2 separate regions of the Mus musculus genome follow, and region 1 is linked to region 2. The links are chromatin contacts, called in public HiChIP or PLAC-seq maps. All regions are on one chromosome and are shown on one strand. Each heading gives the region's core, a stretch centred on a gene start, on an enhancer-like site or on the middle of the called end of the contact. The rest is flanking DNA. Distances are from core to core; before and after follow the strand shown. Region 1 has its middle 51 kb from the start of Gm11426. Region 2 has its middle 27 kb from the start of Gm38577.

Region 1 (4,838 bases), core at 1,917-4,416, 330 kb after region 2:
GTAACTGTGCCACAAACAGGAGCCACTACCCAAGTTCCAGTCCCATTTTCAAAGCTGACTTCCATTTCCAGGAATAGTTCTGCCTAACACCACATCCCCTACCTGAGACCTGCCCCTCAGCCAAGATTGAACCATGTCTGTGTTCCTGGAAATTAGACACATGACCTAGGCTCTCCCTTCAGCCATGTGAATGCTTTTTTTTTTTTTTTTTTTTTTTTTTTTTTTTGTAGTCAGAGAAATCACTTTGCCTACCCTGCCCTGGATCATGTGTTGCCTTGATTCACAGTATCACCTCATCGGAAGCCACCCATTCACATACCAGAAGTCCATCATCTTTCGATCAGGAACACCCCTCCCTGTGATTGAACTGTGGTCCCCGTGAGCAACAACGGGGTCTCATGTAGCTTGGTGCTATTGGCACAGAGGAACTTAGTAAAGGTTGGATAGAGACTTCAGGCAGTGGGCAGGTGGGAGCCTGGCAGTCATTCTGAGCCTGGGTCTCAGAGCATAACCCACCAGTGGAGTATGAGTACAACCAGCATCTAACTGTGCATGTCTAGGGGTGATAGGTGCTGGGCTCAGCACTTAACTCTCATTATCCTATTTACTCCTCACAATAGCCAGGTCACTGGGACACCATTAGCACTGCTATCAGGTGAGGGGAATGAAAGATCAGAGGGGTTAATTGAGCTGTCCAAGGTAACACAGTGACAAGGGAAACAGGAAAAGAAGATGAAGAAGAATGAGGTCTGGCTGCCTCTGGAGTGTGGCTGAAGCCATCAAGCACTCACACCCATCACAGGACCTCATGTGGCATTTGGTATGAGGACAGAAAGGATCAGAGGCTCAGCTGAAACCAAAAGTTCCACTTGTGGTCTACCCCATCTGGACTCAGACCCCTCCCCAAAACATTAGAGATAGGACATCCCAGGGAGCCGGTTTCCCAGCAAGTGAGGCTAGTTCTCACCTGACAGGTAATCGATTTATCTTCACAGCCACATACAGACACTAATGTAAAGACAGGGGTTCTGGGCCTTGGGAGCCTGAAGCTCCCACCAGGCTCCACAAGGTAGCTTTGTCTCCTCACTGTGGGCAGCCGGAGGAAAGGGGACAAGGAAGAGGATGATGGGAAGGGAAGAAAGGAGAGGAAAGAAAGGGGGAAGGAAGAAGGCTGTAAGAGACGGAGGGAGGAAGAAGAAGAGGTGAGGAAGGAGGCAAGGAGAAGGGAGAGAAGGAATGAGGAGGAGAGCCATCTTCTCTGGCTCAGCGCGGGAGGCTAGAGGCACCTGCCTGAGAGAAGTATGTACTCGGGCTCTCACACATGCTGGAGAGAACTTAAGAGCCACTTTTAAGAAAAGGGACAGGACCCAGTGCAATGGCACATGCTTATAAGGCTCGGCACTTGGAGGTGGTAGCAGAGGAGTACTACAAGTTTGAGGTCAGCCTGGGCTACATGACTCTATCTCAGAAACCCTGGAGAGCTTTCAGAACTGAAGAGCACTTGTTGCTCCAGCCGAGGACTTGAGAGTTCAGTTCCCAGTACCTACATGGTGGTTCGCAGCCATCTGTAACTCCAGGACCAGGGAATCCAATGCCTTCTTCTGACTTCCTCAGGCATGCATGCAGTGCACATGCAGACAAATCACTCATACGTAGAAAATAATTTTTCTGAAAAAGCATACATTGTAGACATTCTTACGTGCATAAGAGATGCCAGGATTCTGAGCAATTCTGCATGACACCTGCACCTCCATGTCTGAAGCTTTTATGTGCCCATCCAAGGAGAGGCGTGACTCCTGGGTACTCCAGGCAGCTCCTCTGTAAGGAGCCCAGGGTGTGCGGGTATAAGGAATAGTGACACTGGATACAATTCTGCTGGCATCGGCAGCACTACTGTAGGGCTTTATGGTCCTTCCCTTGCCCTCACAGTGGCCCTCTAAGTGTGATTGATGTCCCTGACTCTATAACTGAGGAAACCAAGGCACAGAGAGGATAAGTAAATTACCAGTGAGCTGAGCCGGCTACAGCCATGTTGGCTAATCCTGCTTCCCTATTGCTTCGATCCCAACCCTCCCACCCTCTACCCCTTACTCCCCAGCCGCCACCTGCCTTGCCTACCCAGATCCCACGCCCCTCTAGCACTAGTAACTGGGCACGGGCAGTGAGCTGACACCTTGCTCTGTGTACGCTAGGGTGGCACTTCCCTCTCTCTCCACCCAGGCAGCCATCTGCTGCTGCCATCTGCTTCCAAGGCCATACCTGAGAGAGGCCTAATGTAGCTGTAGACAGGCACCAGAAGCTCCAAGGTCTGGAAGAGGGCCTTTCCCTGGGGCACAAAACTGGACCTCTGGATTCCCTAGATACACAGCCCAACACCCAGAATGCCCTGAGCCCCAAAGGCCAAGATCTACTTCCCTCCTATGTGACTTGGGAAGGGAGTAAGGGACCCTGCCCTTCTCCTTCCACCTGCTAGAGCCCCCACCTAACCCTGGGAGCCAGTGGTCTCCACTAGAGGATCTGCAGAGGGTGCGTGGGACAAGGCTGCCCCCAACAGGCAGCTGGAGAAGGAGGTCTCTGGGCTCTGCGGCTGAAATCTCCTCCGCACCGGGATAGGGTGTGGGCTGTGTAGGATTTCTTTGCTGGATTATCTCCATGATCCTCAACCTCACCCTGAGGCAGAGAGAAATCCACTTAAATGATGTCAAGAGAGAACTTAGATCTGGGGTGGGGCCGGGAGTTTCTAAACCCCGAATTAGGATGTGGAACTTGGACAGAGTCAGATCTCTCACCCAGCACTGTCAGGACACTGCCAGAGAAGACATACCCCTTTCCCGCCCTGGACTGCTGACTCTGTGGTCCCATCCATCTCGTAGCCTCCAGTGGTCTAGAAGTACTTTCAGAGATCCAACCAAGAGCTCTCCTGCTGCAGCAAGATTTCTCAAGCTGAGTCCCGAAGCCTGGCTGGAGGCCTGGTTGTCCAGGGCAGAAAGAGATGTGCACAGGGCACCATTACAGGAGAAAATAGGGCAGAGCAGGTGTGGAAAAGGAGTCTTTGGGTAACAGACACTGAAAGCTGCAGGTCAGGGATGCACAACACAGCATAGCACAGCACAGCACAGAGCGCATCTCCGCAAGACAAATGCCTGTGCTTCTGTTGGCCCAAAGCCCGGTTTCCTCAAACTCAAGCCAGCTGCTCTTTTGCACCATTGGAACATAATCTGCAGCAAGGAGCCTGGGCCCAATCAACAGTAAAACCTCTAGCCCTTGCTTCAGAGCCAGCTCCAGTCTGGAGATGGCTGTCCTTTCCCGTGAGGCCAGCCTCGGGCTTTTTGTTGGTTGCGTATACTATTTATGTATTTATTTATCATTGTTAGCATGGTGGGCATGCTCACGATATGTGAGGAGGTTAAGAAGCCATGGACAAGGATCCCTTCTTAGAGAACTTTTGGGAGTCGGTTCTCTCCCCCTACCTTGTTGAAACAGGGTGTCTTGGTATTTCTATCACGTGGAGGGTATAGTCCAGGCTAACTGGTGCTCAGGCTTCAGGGAGATTCTCCTGACTCCACCTCACATCTCTCTAAATGTATTCTAGGATTACAGATGCTTGCCACCACGTGCAGCCTTTTAAATGTGAGTTCTGAGGTGGAACTCAGATAATCAGGCTTACATTGTAAACACTCAGATCCACCGGGCCATCTTGTGTGGCTGTGTTTTATATTTTTGAGAGAGGGTCTCATGTAGTCCAGGCTGGCCTGGAACTTGCTAAGAGGCTAGCTCTGATGTACAGGGCAGGTAAATCAGTTTCCCTGTCTGCATCTCAGATTTCTCCTCCCAGTGGGGGTGGGGTGGGGAGGGGCTCTCTCCATACAGAGGTAGGCACCCCCCCTTGTATTCTGACACCAGCCACAGTGTGGATCTGGCTCCTTCAGTCTGGGAATCACCAAAAAGAAAAAAATATATGGACTTTCTCCTGGCTCTGTCTTGGGGAGTTCCCAGAGCTGTTCTGCCCTTAGCTAAGGCAGGGTCTTTCAGAGCCCCCATATCTATGGTAGTGGGGCTATAGCCATGGACAAGGACCCCTTCTTAGGAAAAGCCATAGGATATCTGCTCAGCAGGGCCATTCACAGGTTAGCATGTTAGAGCCATGAAGCCCAGAGAAGGCAAGGGGTTGGCCTAAGGTCAAGGAATGAGTCACAAGCAACTTGCTGAGACAAGACAAATGCCTAGTCCCTGTATCCACCTTTCTCCTGAGACCAGAGACAACTTCATCAAGCCAAGAACCCTCCCTCCAGAATAGTACCTAGTGCCCAAGTAAATAGGGAGACCTGAGTTCAAATTCTAGCTCTTAAATACTTTTTACATAAACACCTCAGACATTCAAATTCTTTGAACTTGTTTGGGTGGGGTTTTTTGTTTGTTGTTGTTGTTTTGTTTTGATCTGCAACATGAATGTATAGATGCAGGCATGATGCCACATACCTATAATCCCAGTTCTTGGGATACTGAAGAAGAAGGACTACTGCTTAGTTTAGCCTCGGTTACCTAGTAAGAATATGTCAGAAATGTAGTTGGTGGGATTGCAAGCTTGTACAACCACTCTGGAAATCAGTCTGGTGGTTCCTCAGAAAATTGGACATAGTACTACCAGAGGATCCCGCAATACCTCTCCTGAGCATATATCGAGAAGATGTTCCAACTGGTAAGAAGGACACATGCTCCATTATGTTCATAGCAGCCTTATTTATAATAGCCAGAAGCTGGAAAGAACCCAGATGTCCCTCAACAGAGGAATGGATACAGAAAATGTGGTACATTTACACATTGGAGTACTACTCAGC
Region 2 (4,290 bases), core at 464-2,963:
CCCTACCAGCTCCCTTACTGGGCTCTCCCAGAGCTCAGAACCCTCACCCTAGGCAGAGAGAGAAGCAGCTTGCATCACATTCCTGATTCAGCTTTTCCTTGGGGTTATTTATTTGGTTGGTTGTTGGTTGGTTGGTTGGTTGAGTTTATTTGTTCGCTTTTTTTGGTTGGGGAGGTGTTTGGGGATTTGGTTTGTGTGTTTGTTTTGTGGTGCTGTGGATTCTACTCAGGGCCCTGTACACACTAGGCAAATACTCTACCACTGAGTTAGATCCCTGGCCCATTAAAGATAAAAAGATTGGGGGTGGGTAAAAAGATGGGTCTGTGGAAAAAGGTGCTTGTAGCTAAGCTAGCAGACACATGAGAGAAAAGAACCAACTCTTGAAAGTTATCCTCCGGCCTCCATATATGTATCATGGTACTTGTACACACACACACACACACACACACACACACACACACACACACACACCATGTAAATATTTTTAAATTTCACTAAACTTGAGTTTCACTAAGATGCCCAAGCTGGCCTTAAAAACACATCCTTTCATTTCTGCCTCTCTGGTGACTGGGGTTTCAGACTTGTTCTACCAGCAATTGAAAAAAATCAATTCTCTCTCTCTCTCACTCTCTCTCTCTCTCTCTCTCTCTCTCTCTCTCTCTCTCTCTCTCTCCCCACTGCCCATTTCTATCTCATGAGTTGGGGAAGTGGTAGAGAGAATGTTCCAAGCCAAACTCCTGGTATGTGAGACATGAACAACCTGGAAAAATAGCCTTGGGATCCTGGTGAGTGATTATTCACATCCAAGTAGCAAAGTAGGTGTGGTGGTTTGAACAAGGCTGGCCACCATAGGCTCATATATAGGCATGCTTAGTCCGCAGCTGACGAGCTGTCAGGGATGTATTAGGAGGTGTGGCCTTGTTGGAGGAGTTGTGGAACTAGAGGTGGGCTTTGAGGTTTCAGGAGCCCATGCCAAGTCCTCTCTCTCTCTCTCTCTCTCTCTCTCTCTCTCTCTCTCTCTCTCCCCTCCCTCCTTCCCTCCCTTCCTCTCTCCCTCCCTGCTGCCTAAGGACGTAAAGGTCTCAGTTATTTCTCTAACACCACACTTGCCTGTGTGCTGCCATGTTTCCCAACATATAACTGTCTCTGAAACTGTGAGCAAGCCCCTGAGTAAATGGTTTGCTTTATAACAGTTGCCTTGGGCCGGGCAATATGTAGGTGGCGTACGCCTTTAATCCCAGCACTCGGGAGGCAGAGGCAGGTGGATTTCTAAGTTCGAGGCCAGCCTGGTCTACAGAGTGAGTTCCAGGACAGCCAGGGCTATACAGAGAAACCCTGTCTCGAAAAAAAAAAAAAAAAAAAAAAGAGTTGCCTTGGTTGTGGTGTCTCTTCCAAGCAATAAAAACCCCAATTAAGGCAGGGTGCTTGGAAGGGACCAAGAACAAAGCCAGTAGAAATAATTGAGACAGGACAGTGCATAGTGGTATTCTTCTCCCTCCAGTTCTAGGGCCCCCGTCTACTGACTGAAGGTACTCTCTGGCTCCTCGCATTCTTCACATCCTAACTGGCCCTGCCTGTTCCTCAGTGTGGTCCCTGGATGACATCTATCAGGGCAGGCAAGATGCTGGGAAACGCTGCAGCTGGCTCTGAGCCCATGCACTCTTCCAATATGTAGGACAGGTGTAGGCTGTTGGTGATGCAGCAGCCCACCCTGGGGTGGGTGTTCAGTCACGCAGAGGAGCCCAGCTGCAGGGAAACCAGGTGGCCCAGTGGAGGAGTCAAATGTGTAAACAAGCAATTACAATAACTGTGACAAATGCTAAAATAGAATCGGGCCCCTTGGGGACACTGAGGAAGTATCTGTTTGGTTACCCAGTCATAGGCACCCCATCTTGTTCCAAAAATGATGTGAGAAGGCCAGTGGAGCTCACAGTGAAAGTGATGTATTCGAGGACAGGGAGATGATGGAGGAGATGAAAGTGTGCCCAAGTTAACACTCAAAATATTTGCCAAGATTTCTGAGGCTTTTGCTGGAATTCAGCCATACGTTTGCATAGGAGCTTCCTAGCAGCCAATGCAAAAGGAGAAATCCTTGGAGTTATAAAATGTAGGGACGAGAAAACAAAGGTGTCACTTGAGATACACAAGTCATCCTGCTCTGGGACCCCAGAGAATTTCCTCTCCACCCACATCCAAAGAAAATTCCCTAGAGCTAGGGATATGGATGGTGACCCTGTGTGTGGTTTTCTGTTCAACACTTGTAAACTTCAACTTGTTCAAAAGTTCAAAATTTTTGTCTCCGTTTAGAGGCCGACCATGGCTCCAGGCACTCCAGGATTTACCTATTTGCCTCCTACAGGATTATAATATTCTGAATTGTGCCTTCAGGAAGCAGCAAATGCACAGAACATAGCACGTAGTAGGTCCTCCATAAATGTTGGCTGATGGACATTTAACCCTGGGGGACTAAAATGGTCGTATGAGCAACCACTAGAAAGAACTGACGAGCACCTAAGATGCTGGCTCAGAGCTGAGGACACATCCAACAGATAACCGCGGGCACTGGGGACATCTTAACCGGTGTCCATTGGCAAAAATTACTCGAGAATTTCACCTATGTCTATTGGCTTCTGCCCCTGGGAACACAGAATTCAGAGGAGTTGTAGTAGCAAGGTTTGAACTTTAACTGACTTTTTTCCCATTTTCCAAAACTATTAATTTACAAAGCAACACAGTTTTTCTAGTAAGAGCATGCCTAGTGCCCCATTGTGAACTTTATCCAGGACTCCTGGCTTTAAGTCCTGAAGGAATACTGGGTAACAGGGACACAGAAGAGTCACTCTACTTAATTCTGATTTTTGTCACAGCCTTACTTCAGTCATGTTTAAAAACCCCTCAGTGATTCTTCAGACCAACACAATAGACATGACCTTACACGGGGGCTGGACCTCACAAGACATCACAGAGTTCTTAAACAAAACATGATTCTTAAGGTAAACAACAACAACAAATAGCATGGTTTTGTGAAGACACTGTAGCATATGGTTAAGTGCTACCTTGGTAACATGAACAAGTCAATCTACCTGAGAGAGCAAGCACTTTCCACCTCTCAAAAAAATAAGACAACAAAGCAAACAAACCACCCATGAGCAACAGTGTGAATGAGCTATGATCTCCATCCCGAGCACCACAGGATTTGCAGCATGCCTGGTGATGCGGTGGTGAGGTGGCGGGGGGGTTGGGGGGGGAGCATCTTCTCTGACTGAGAGGGTAAGGAAGACCTCTCCAGAGGAACTGACCGTGCAGGCACTCTCGGGGATAAGGAGGAGTAGGCCAATAGACTGTTGAAAGACTGAGGCAGCTTCCAAGTATCTCCCAGTTCTAACTCTGGGAACTTCATCTCTCCCTTGCATTCGTCCAACGAGATGCTAAAGGCGCTGGTGCGTGTCCTGAATCTCCTCTACTAACATTGATCTTAACGTCCAGTGAAGGGACCAGGACAGGACGCCTGAGAGGACCAAAGAGGAACTTTAGTAGGGAAGGCTAATAGGAGGGCTCTGAGTCAAGCACTCTGTCTGCTTCCTGTGGAAGAGGGTGCTGCAAACTCTTCCAGATGAATGGTAAGCCAAGGACCCCATCCAACTGGCACCCCAAGCCCACTAACAAAGCCTAGAGCCAAAAACAACTCCAGCCCAAAGATACTGGTTTCTAATGGAGGGTCAGGACGGTCTGAAGAGACAGTTTCTGATACCTGGCATCTACAGAGGAAGCACCAAGAACTTCCAGCATGGAAGTGTTCAGTGGGCCAGTGGCAAAGCCGGAGGCTGTGGTCTGGGAGCAGCTGCACGGGAGCACCTGGCTTCTGACCCCTGACCCTGCATCCTGCTAACTTTGGTCTCATAGCATCTCTCCAGACACCTAAGGGCAACTGGTCACCGAAAGATCAAAGGCCGCAGGAAAGTCCTCAGGCTGTCCTCACAACGATCTCAGGAAGCTAGGGAGACATGTGCACCGAGAAGATGGAGAGATGCTGGAAGCAGAGTCTGACCTCCCAGGTGAGGGAGAACTTGAGAAGGAATAGAAAGACTTCCCTGTTTACTGTGCACTTAATCTTTGACGTCGTTATTGTTCACGTTATTGAAGAACTGGGTCTTGTAGCAAATGCTTCTAAGAGTCAATATCCACCAGTAGTAACAATATTACATGAGTGGAACCTACTGAGTACCAGCTCTATCACTGGCAGTAAAACATGCCTGCACCAAAACACACTGTGGTATGTCCATACACAGA

The links. HiChIP or PLAC-seq counts read pairs in DNA pulled down with a chosen protein or histone mark.
Region 1: a contact with region 2 is called in a RAD21 HiChIP or PLAC-seq map of pro-B cells, with 10 times the contacts expected there. The contact joins two enhancer-like sites. A contact is called at or near these places in 1 of 15 datasets of contacts at CTCF or cohesin (pro-B cells), 1 of 484 Hi-C or Micro-C datasets (nephron progenitors) and 1 of 115 datasets of contacts at active chromatin or transcription factors (large pre-B cells).

Annotation. Positions count from the first base shown.
Region 1 is chr11:82,681,750-82,686,587 of GRCm38.p6, forward strand. No RefSeq gene overlaps it. Among named protein-coding and RNA genes, the nearest start is that of Gm11426, 51 kb to the left of the region's middle. Within about 2 kb of position 3,167, at least 35 of the 459 cell types and tissues checked have an H3K27ac peak or open chromatin away from gene starts, as enhancers often do. A contact at or near this core is called in pro-B cells, where this site is marked.
Region 2 is chr11:82,358,033-82,362,322 of GRCm38.p6, forward strand. No RefSeq gene overlaps it. Among named protein-coding and RNA genes, the nearest start is that of Gm38577, 27 kb to the right of the region's middle. Within about 2 kb of position 1,714, at least 11 of the 459 cell types and tissues checked have an H3K27ac peak or open chromatin away from gene starts, as enhancers often do. A contact at or near this core is called in pro-B cells, where this site is marked.